Regions from separate parts of the Mus musculus genome. Here regions 1 and 2 are each linked to region 3. Evidence: chromatin contacts called from public Hi-C data. All regions are on one chromosome and are shown on one strand. Each heading gives the region's core, a stretch centred on a gene start, on an enhancer-like site or on the middle of the called end of the contact. The rest is flanking DNA. Distances are from core to core; before and after follow the strand shown. Region 1 overlaps Gm12447. Region 2 holds the start of Trmo (tRNA methyltransferase O). Region 3 holds the start of Tdrd7 (tudor domain containing 7).

Region 1 (2,700 bases), core at 130-2,629, 340 kb before region 3:
TTGTGCATGAAGAACGGGCAGGCAGCTGTCTCCCGGGTCTCCTGTAGACATCTTGCCCTGCCTTTGCTTCATGCCTACACATGGAGGAGAACTGAGGAGAAAGTTGGCAGGCTTCTCCCTAACACCTTTGATTCATTGACTCACTTGGTGAATGTTTATTGGCTATTTCCACATTAGTAACATCGTCGGCCGGGGCAGCCGTGGCCTCAGGAACCTCTTTTTGGTGCCATGTGGAAAGACTTCAGATCATGCCTACATGTTCAGTGTGGAGGCAAATTCCAAACCGTGAGGAGGAACAGAGACCGGCTCAGGGGAGCTGGGCTCCATCCCAAATTGGGCCAATCCCTCGGACAAGTGACATCACATGCACGTTACTGCATCTGCCGCACTGTTAGCTTCTGATTGTGTATGGCTTCCAGACAATCCCTCCAGATGCCTTCCTCCAGGAAGACATCTTTGTCTTAGCACTCACAGTTTTGTTCTTATTACATTTGCTTGTGTATAGTGAATTATGTGTGCACATATATGATAGCGTGTGTGAGACAGACAACCTTCCGACACATACAAGGATGCGGGGATTGAACTCAGGCCGTCAGGCTTGGCAACAAGCACCTTTTCCTGCTGGGCCATCTCGCTGGCCCTTATTCGAGATCCAAGTGCTTTGTGATAGTAATGGTGGGATAAGCGATAATGATGGTAATGCTTGGAAGAGCTCCCCACGTGCCAGGCACCGTTTCATGTGCTTTCATGTTGTAACTCACCACATCCCTGTCCTATCTCTGTGAATTAAGGGCTGTTATTACCCACCCTCTGCACAGGAGAAACCCGGGGCACAGAGAAACTAAGTAACTTGCCCAAAGTTGCACAATAACTAGGCGGCAGAGCCAGGATCCAGATTGCAGAAGTCACGCTTTAAACTACCCTTAAACACAGCTTCAGGACTGGAATGCAGCATGAAATGGAGACCCGGAGGACTTTAAACCTCTCAAAACCATTTCTCTGCCACCCTAAAACCAGACACCCCCCTGGCATGGCAGTGTGGACCAAGGAGTTCCTGGGCAGGGAGGGCTTTCCTGGGAGTCCTTGAATTCTGTTTTTAATACTTGACCTTGAGAAAATTACTCCCTTGAATCTCAGGGTCCTCAAAGAGCAGAGGATGCTCATGCCTACCTCATAGGGGGAAGACGATACAATACGCAACATTAAAAAAAAAGGGACAGTTATGGAAGAATGCTTGGTGACTGCTCTGCAGGAAACTGTGAGACTAGAATGCAACAGCTGCAGAGATGACTGTTTCGAGTGTGTGTGTGTGTGTGTGTGTGTGTGTGTGTGTGTGTGTCTCGGGCGCATGACTGGGGATGGGTGGGAACATATGCTGGAATGAGCAGAGAGCAGGGAGTGAGGGAACGCATCCAAATTCCAGCTCTGCCATCACCTCCCTGTGTGATCCGGCAGGTCTGGCAGGCCACCAAGTCTTCCGGTTCCAAGGTGAGGGGGTGGAACTAGAAGATCTCCAAGGCATTGACGAATACTATCAGTTTAGAAAGCCCCTGGCTACGTTCTTCAATGAATGAACATTCTTACAGCATCCATTTCTACCAAAGCAGCAGCCGCCTTTTCTTCCTGCTGTGTACTTGAACTGGGAACAGAAGGCATTTTACCTTGGCATGTAGACTCCTCCCCTCTCAAACTGGCAAGGCACGCCAAAAACCCCAATTTACCCTAGCCAGTTGCCTCAGGCTTGTGATTACAGATGGCCAGTCAACGGACTTTTCTTTTTTTCATTTATAAATCTCATAATTAGATAAATGCAGAAGAGACAGGTAGGCAAAATGAGTAAGATTAAAATATCTTATAATCCCACTATTCACAGAGGATCTCTATTAAGATTTTGGCAGATAGCCTTTCAGATACTGTCTAGAGTTCTATTTTCTAGATGCATTGAAGTCAGTTTTAGCTTTATTTTTGAGATGGGGGGGGGGTCTTACTCTATAGTTCAATCTGGCCTGGAAGTTTTGGCAAGTTTCCTGCCCCTGCCTCTCAAGTGCTAGTTTTACATGCATTCACCACTGCACCTCACTCTTTATATGAATTTTAATTAAAACTTAATCCATATAACTCTATCAAAAATATTCATCATAAGAGCCCAAACATTCTTATTTTGCAAGCAAATAGGAACGATGCCTAGGTAGTTAGGGATTGGAGAAGTCAGGGAAAATCTATGTACAAGAAGTGTCTGGGTTGAGATTTATAGACAAGTGGATCCTTGCACACGGGACTGGCAAGGTGGCCTGGTGGGTAAAGGGGCTTCCTGTGCAGGCCTAGTGACCCGAGTCTGATCCCAAAATCTATCTAAAGGAGGAAGGACAGAAGTGACTCTACCAAGTTGTTCTCTGAAGTTCACACATGCTGCCTGGTACATGCATGCATGCATGCATGCATACATACATACATACTACATAAGTACATGTAACACACACACACCAGTAAGTGCCACGTGGCTACAGTGAAGGGCAGGCAACTAACAGGACAGTAGGAAATAGCTATAAAAAGACGCCATAGCCGGGTGACTTACGAACAACAGAAACGTGTTCCTCACAAGTTTGAGGCTTTGAATTCAGCACCGAGAGATCCTAGTTAGAATGGATGATCTTTCTCGGTTAATACTTTGTGACTTCTCCTTGTCCCCCCCCCCCCCCC
Region 2 (2,700 bases), core at 147-2,646, 420 kb before region 3:
TGCTGAGCCATCGCTCCAGCTCCTTTTGCTCCGCTATTTTTAATGACAGATTCCTAGGTCTAGTATCTCCAAGTCTACTTGGTTTTGAGTCTCAGTGGTTGGCAGAGTTGGGAATTAGACGCAGTGAGTGGCAGATCTTGATGGAGGGCAAGCCCCTTTCACTTTTGACTGTCTTATTAACAGCGCCGACTAGTGGCAACTGCAGCTTAGCCCATTTTTACAGCGTGTACGTGTTGCCCAAAGGCACACAAACTTGTTTCTCCAGCTAGACAACAACTCTATCTTCTACAAGAAAAAGGGGGGTAAAAAACTTTTGGAAATTTCATGGACAAAACTGACAGAGGGCACAGTATCAGTTTTAACTTAAGAATTCACAACTTTCTCTCAAAAACCTGTCTCCTAATACTGATTATTTCCTACTAGGGACTTGTTTAGTCAGTGACAACAAACACTTGGAAACAGCTTTTCACGGTTAAGCCTTTAATCCGTGGATTCGCATTTTTTAATATTTTATATTACAGGTAATGTCAGGTGGATTCCCCCCTCTCTTCGAAACCAACAAGATTTTGAAATCCCCAAACATAATCATGTATGCAAAGAGTTTGGGTTAAAGAATCTTTTTTTGGGGGGGAGGGGCGGTTAAAGAATCTTACAAGTGGCTAAAGAGCAGGCAATTGGAGCAGGGAGAGAAAATACGGTTTTTGCTGGCTCTTCATCCTTATTTCGGTTCCAGTGGTTTGGAGCACAAACGTTCTCACTTAATAACTTCTAGCCTAGCTTGCTTGTAACACCTACCATTCTTGATTTTCTTGCCCTTTTCCGACAAATAGTTATTACTTAAAAAGTGGAGGGGAGTGATAAATATAACACGTATGCCCACGTCCAAGGGAAATTTTAAACATTTAACGTCCAGCTCTTGGGCCGCTAGTTGGCTCAGCGAGTAAAGGAACCGGCTAACACGACCTGACTTTGATCCTGGGAGCTACGCGGCCATGAGGAGTATCGGCTCCGGCATTTTGTCATTTGACTTTGACATGCTCCCGCGCACACAATAAATGGAAAAAAAAAAGTCCCAAACTCCAGTTCTTTTGCTATGTGATCATAGATGGACATTCACATCCTTTCCCTTTAAACTCAAGGTTATTTTTGGTCACCGAGGCCGCTTATAATTCAAGGGTATCTTTGCGTGTACATCTTTATCCACATGTCCCACCTTCGGAGGGTATGGTGCAGGCTGTCGCGAGGCCGCCATCGCCGCGTGGTGGGTGAATGATGGGCCTCACGGCGTCCGGGAACCCACCCTCCACGCGGCAGCTCGGCCGCCATTGAGCGCGTTCTCCAAGACCCGGCACCTAGCGACAACTGCGCAGGCGCCAAAGCCTAACGCGCGGAAGCGGAAATCAGCGTTGGGCGCGCGGACGACTCAGCGGCCTGTAACCATGCGCGGCTTGGAGAAGCAGGGCTCGTGTGCTACGGCGGCCCCATGTGGGTGCGTTCAGCCGGCCCTGGAGGCAGGTAACGTTATGGAAAAAGGTGGCGCCGCACCCTAAGCTAGGCGGCCCGCTTCCCTGGCCAGAAGAACGCGAGCCACCTGACGTACATTCTTGTCCTTGCCGCCAAAGTAAGGGTCACGTGTCTCGACGACCACGTGACATGCTAAGGCTAACGGGAGTGACGTATTAGGATCTTGGTACACGGGGTGTGGTCTGGGCTTAGTTTCAGTACAGTAGCTGCGTCGGCCACGTGTGTAGTGTGGTCTTTTTCCGTAGGGGGTTACAGGAAGGTGGGATGTGTGTGACTGATGCCCTCATTTGGTCCAAGTTTCTTCGCCTTTAATCTTTTCCCACCAGTACATGGATGAGGATTTAAAAACAAAACCCCCAAACAAACAAAAACTATACAGTAGTAATTGTAAATATTCTTGGAGAAAACGTCAAAGTTGTCAGAAGCGCACACAATATAGATGGAGAGAGAAAGGCAGTTTATATAGATAATTTACAGGGTGGTGTCAGCTTTTATAGAATTCAAAATGTATTGTTTAGGCTCGAAAGTACATATGATAAGATCTCTTTCTGAAAGGAAGTAAACGATGATAAAGATCAGATTGCAGCTCCTGGAAGCAGTCGACAGAGATGCAAGAAGTGGCACTGAGGTCTTTGGAGTGGCTGGCAGGTGTATTATGCTTTAACTTACATACATACTATATGTGTATGTATGTATATATATATATATATATATATATATATATATATATATATATATATTCTTTTCCCCCCTCTGTATAAGAGTATTTTTGTCTCCACACTCCTACCCTGGAGACAGGATTTTTCTGTGAAGCCCCGGCTGGCCTGTGCTCACTCTGTAGACCAGGCTGTCCTCTTGTTGGTTTAGAGCTTTGAGGTAATGAATTAGAACCTCTAAGAATCTCCACTTTGTGCTGCCCTCTTCTTGTGGCAGGAAGGGTTCTGGGTATACCTGAGCTACACCTAAAGACTTTAAAAAAAAAAAAATTGTGTGTTCGTAGCTCTGGCTTACCTCCAACTCAGGGATCTGCCTGCCTCTGTCTCCCAAGGATTTAAAATAGGTCTAATACATCACAACAGTAAAAAGAGTTTGTATAAGCAAAAAGCAAGGAAACATATTGTGAGAGTTAGTGCTAGATCTTACTGGTTGTGCTAATAAGATATAATAGGATAGATA
Region 3 (2,700 bases), core at 101-2,600:
AAGGCACTGCCAAGTGCTGCCTCACTGTCTTAGCAAAGAGAAAATCTACCAAAGAGAAGGGCTGAGGAGCTGCGGGCTCTATGGCCAGCACAGTCCTTTGCATGTAACTGAAGCTCGCCTACGTCAGCTGAGTCTACACTATATGCTAACTTATCCTAAAAATTTGCGTGTCCCTGTCATCAAAAACCTTGAAATCCCAACCTGTAAAATATGGGCAGTTTGGGTAAATAGAAAGCCTCTTTAGAAGATTATTATTATGAGCCAAAGACTTATCTTGTCTTGAGAACACTTCAAAGGGTCAGTTAGCTATTCCCATTCGGTTCTTGAGCAGACTTAGAGACCAGAGGTGCAATTGATTCCCGACCTTACATTTAAGCTTTAGAAGCTCAGATTCCAATACATTATCTGCAAAGGCCGCACTGTAGAATGCCACATTTTCATCCACATCATGGAGGTCGGGAAGAGACAGGGATTTAGTTCTAAATTACACTTCTGCCACTAAAGGCGTTTCTAGTTCCAAGAACACTTCTCTGCAAACGTCCACCTGCAGAGCATAGGTGGGCACCACCAACACGAATCGTGGTTTTCTCGGTTAGTTTGTGGTGTTGGTATCAGAATCCTTTGGGGTTGGGCTTTAACATCTATACACACCTCTCTTCCCTGCTCCCCAAGATGACTGGGTAGTGGTAGCCCTGGATATTGACAGAAATGTACCCTCAAGCGGACAGGAGCAGAAAGGCTGTCAGCTCCCACTTGACTTCCAAGACAACTTCTCCGTGAATGCTTGTTTCCTCCCCAGCGCTCACGGTTGACAGGAACGGCTACGTGTAGGTCCTGTGTGATGTGCGCGGCCTGCACCGGCCGGTCTCGAGGGCGGAGGCCGCCGCAGTGTGGCCCGCGGGGCTGGCACAACTGCGCAGAGCTCGGGTACCGCTGCCCAGCACGGGCGGCCGAGGCCGGTTGCTCCTGACCGGGAGCTACTTCCTGCTCAGAGCTGCGCGCCTCCCACGCCCCCCTCTGCAGCTCCTGCTGCACCGCGACCGGCTGGGTGGACGTCCCGGGGCGTCACGCACGACGCTCTGGAACCCCGCCACGGCGGGGACCAGGCCCGGGCCTGAGGCGCCGCGCCCAGCCGCTGTCCTGCCCGTGCCCTGCCGTCCCGCAGCCCGCCCCGCGTCGCCCGCACCTGTCGCGCCCCGACCGAGCTCACCTCGTCCCGGGGACCCGCGGCCCAAGCCCGCGCCTCTGGGCCCGGCTCCCTCCGCTCCCTCCGCCAGGGCGGCCGCCGCCCACTTTCGGTTTCCCCGCACGGCCTGAGCCGTGGCTTGGGAATCACCTAAAGCCCCGCCCTCTGGGCCACGCCCCGTCGCACCACGCCCCGCCCCTTCGCCGGCCGGCTTAGCTCTGCGCAGACGCAGGCGCTCCGGCCACGGCTGCCCACTTCGAGGTCCGCGTGTGAGAAGGGAAACCGACGCCGCCTAGCGGTTTCTGCGCGTGCGCACGCCGTCCTGACGCTCGGGGTGTGGATTTATTTCTCTTTCCACAAAGTTCGTTCTCTTCAGCATCTCAATACTTCTTTTCATCTTCTAGACAGTCTGTCTTTAGCTGTCTTCTAGGTCACTCTTTGGAGGAGGGGGACTATATTAAAATGCTTTGCCACATACCCTTCACGCGTGTGTAACAACGCTGCTTTCATCCACTGCTCTAAAACTAAAGCTGTTTGAGGGCAGAGATCCTAGAACACTGCCCAGTATATAATAAGCATAAAATAAATACTTATCAAATTCTTTAATTCATTCAAAACACGTTGAATAGCTGCTATTTATTCACTCCACGGTAATTCCACTAACATTTATTTAATGCTGGATTGCTTTAACCCGTTGTGAAAACTTGGCATCATTCTGTATATTTTTGCTGAAAGCCTGCTGCTGCTTACTCAATCAGCAATTTTTTTTAACAGTTTGAGGTACACTTGCCATACTATAAGCTGCACGATTCAAATGTACACTTTCATGTGTTTGGTATGCATACAACAGAGAAACAATCACAGATAGTAACATGAGGAACATAGCCACACCCTCAAAGTTCTCTCTCTTTCTATAATGTTTGCCTCATTCCCTACCGTTTAGTCCTGTAAGTGCCCACTTACTTACTATAGAGCTCTTGCTTTTTCTGGAGTTTTATATAAATATAATTATTTCATATGTATTGTCATTAAGGGGGAGGATCTGGCTTTCTTCACTCATCAGAATTCTATTGAGACTCTTCTGTGTCGTTGCATACACTAGTACTTTATAACCTTGGCTCCCTGAGTTTCCACTCCCTGGTATTGACCCAAGAGAAAGGAAAGGGCTTATTCATCACAGACCCGTACAAGGATGTTTAAATCAGCCTTGCTTGCAATACTTAAAGACACAGAGATAGCATAAACATCCTTCAGTGGGTGAGCAGACAATTAACTGTTACAGACTCAATACCTGCTGACAAATAGCAACAGTGTATAGGGCCTATAAACCTTGTGCTTAAGGAACTTTGCATTCATTGGGAAGCTGCAGTAGGCGATGAATAGACTGGAAGGAGATCGTGAAAAGCCGGATATCCTGTGCTCAGTAGGTTCTGTCTTAAGGCTTTGACCAGGGGTGTTCTTTGAACACTGTTCTCTTTCATAATCTCACATCTGGTCCCTGCCTAAAGCTGCCG

The links. A called contact is a pair of places that touch in the nucleus more often than the background predicts.
Region 1: a contact with region 3 is called in a Hi-C map of muscle stem cells, with 1.9 times the contacts expected there. The contact joins the enhancer-like site here to the promoter of Tdrd7 in region 3. A contact is called at or near these places in 3 of 39 promoter capture datasets (the C10 cell line, embryonic stem cells and stem cell-derived epiblast-like cells), 2 of 484 Hi-C or Micro-C datasets (liver and muscle stem cells), 1 of 115 datasets of contacts at active chromatin or transcription factors (pancreatic cancer cells) and 1 of 9 other capture datasets (adipose tissue).
Region 2: a contact with region 3 is called in a Hi-C map of muscle stem cells, with 2.3 times the contacts expected there. The contact joins the promoter of Trmo here to the promoter of Tdrd7 in region 3. A contact is called at or near these places in 1 of 39 promoter capture datasets (stem cell-derived epiblast-like cells), 1 of 484 Hi-C or Micro-C datasets (muscle stem cells) and 2 of 115 datasets of contacts at active chromatin or transcription factors (extraembryonic endoderm stem cells and pancreatic cancer cells).

Annotation. Positions count from the first base shown.
Region 1 is chr4:46,306,235-46,308,934 of GRCm38.p6, reverse strand. The region is part of intron 2 of Gm12447; the gene reads right to left. All of the region lies in intron 4 of Gm12446 (predicted gene 12446), which reads left to right. Among named protein-coding and RNA genes, the nearest start is that of Gm12447, 3.4 kb to the right of the region's middle. Within about 2 kb of position 1,379, at least 8 of the 459 cell types and tissues checked have an H3K27ac peak or open chromatin away from gene starts, as enhancers often do. A contact at or near this core is called in liver and muscle stem cells, where this site is marked.
Region 2 is chr4:46,388,133-46,390,832 of GRCm38.p6, reverse strand. It overlaps Trmo (tRNA methyltransferase O), which reads left to right and starts at 1,396. Exons shown (of 5, transcript NM_001347095.1): 1 at 1,396-1,515. The coding sequence starts at 1,440.
Region 3 is chr4:45,970,947-45,973,646 of GRCm38.p6, reverse strand. Tdrd7 (tudor domain containing 7) reads right to left here and starts at 1,350. Exons shown (of 17, transcript NM_146142.2): 1 at 1,211-1,350.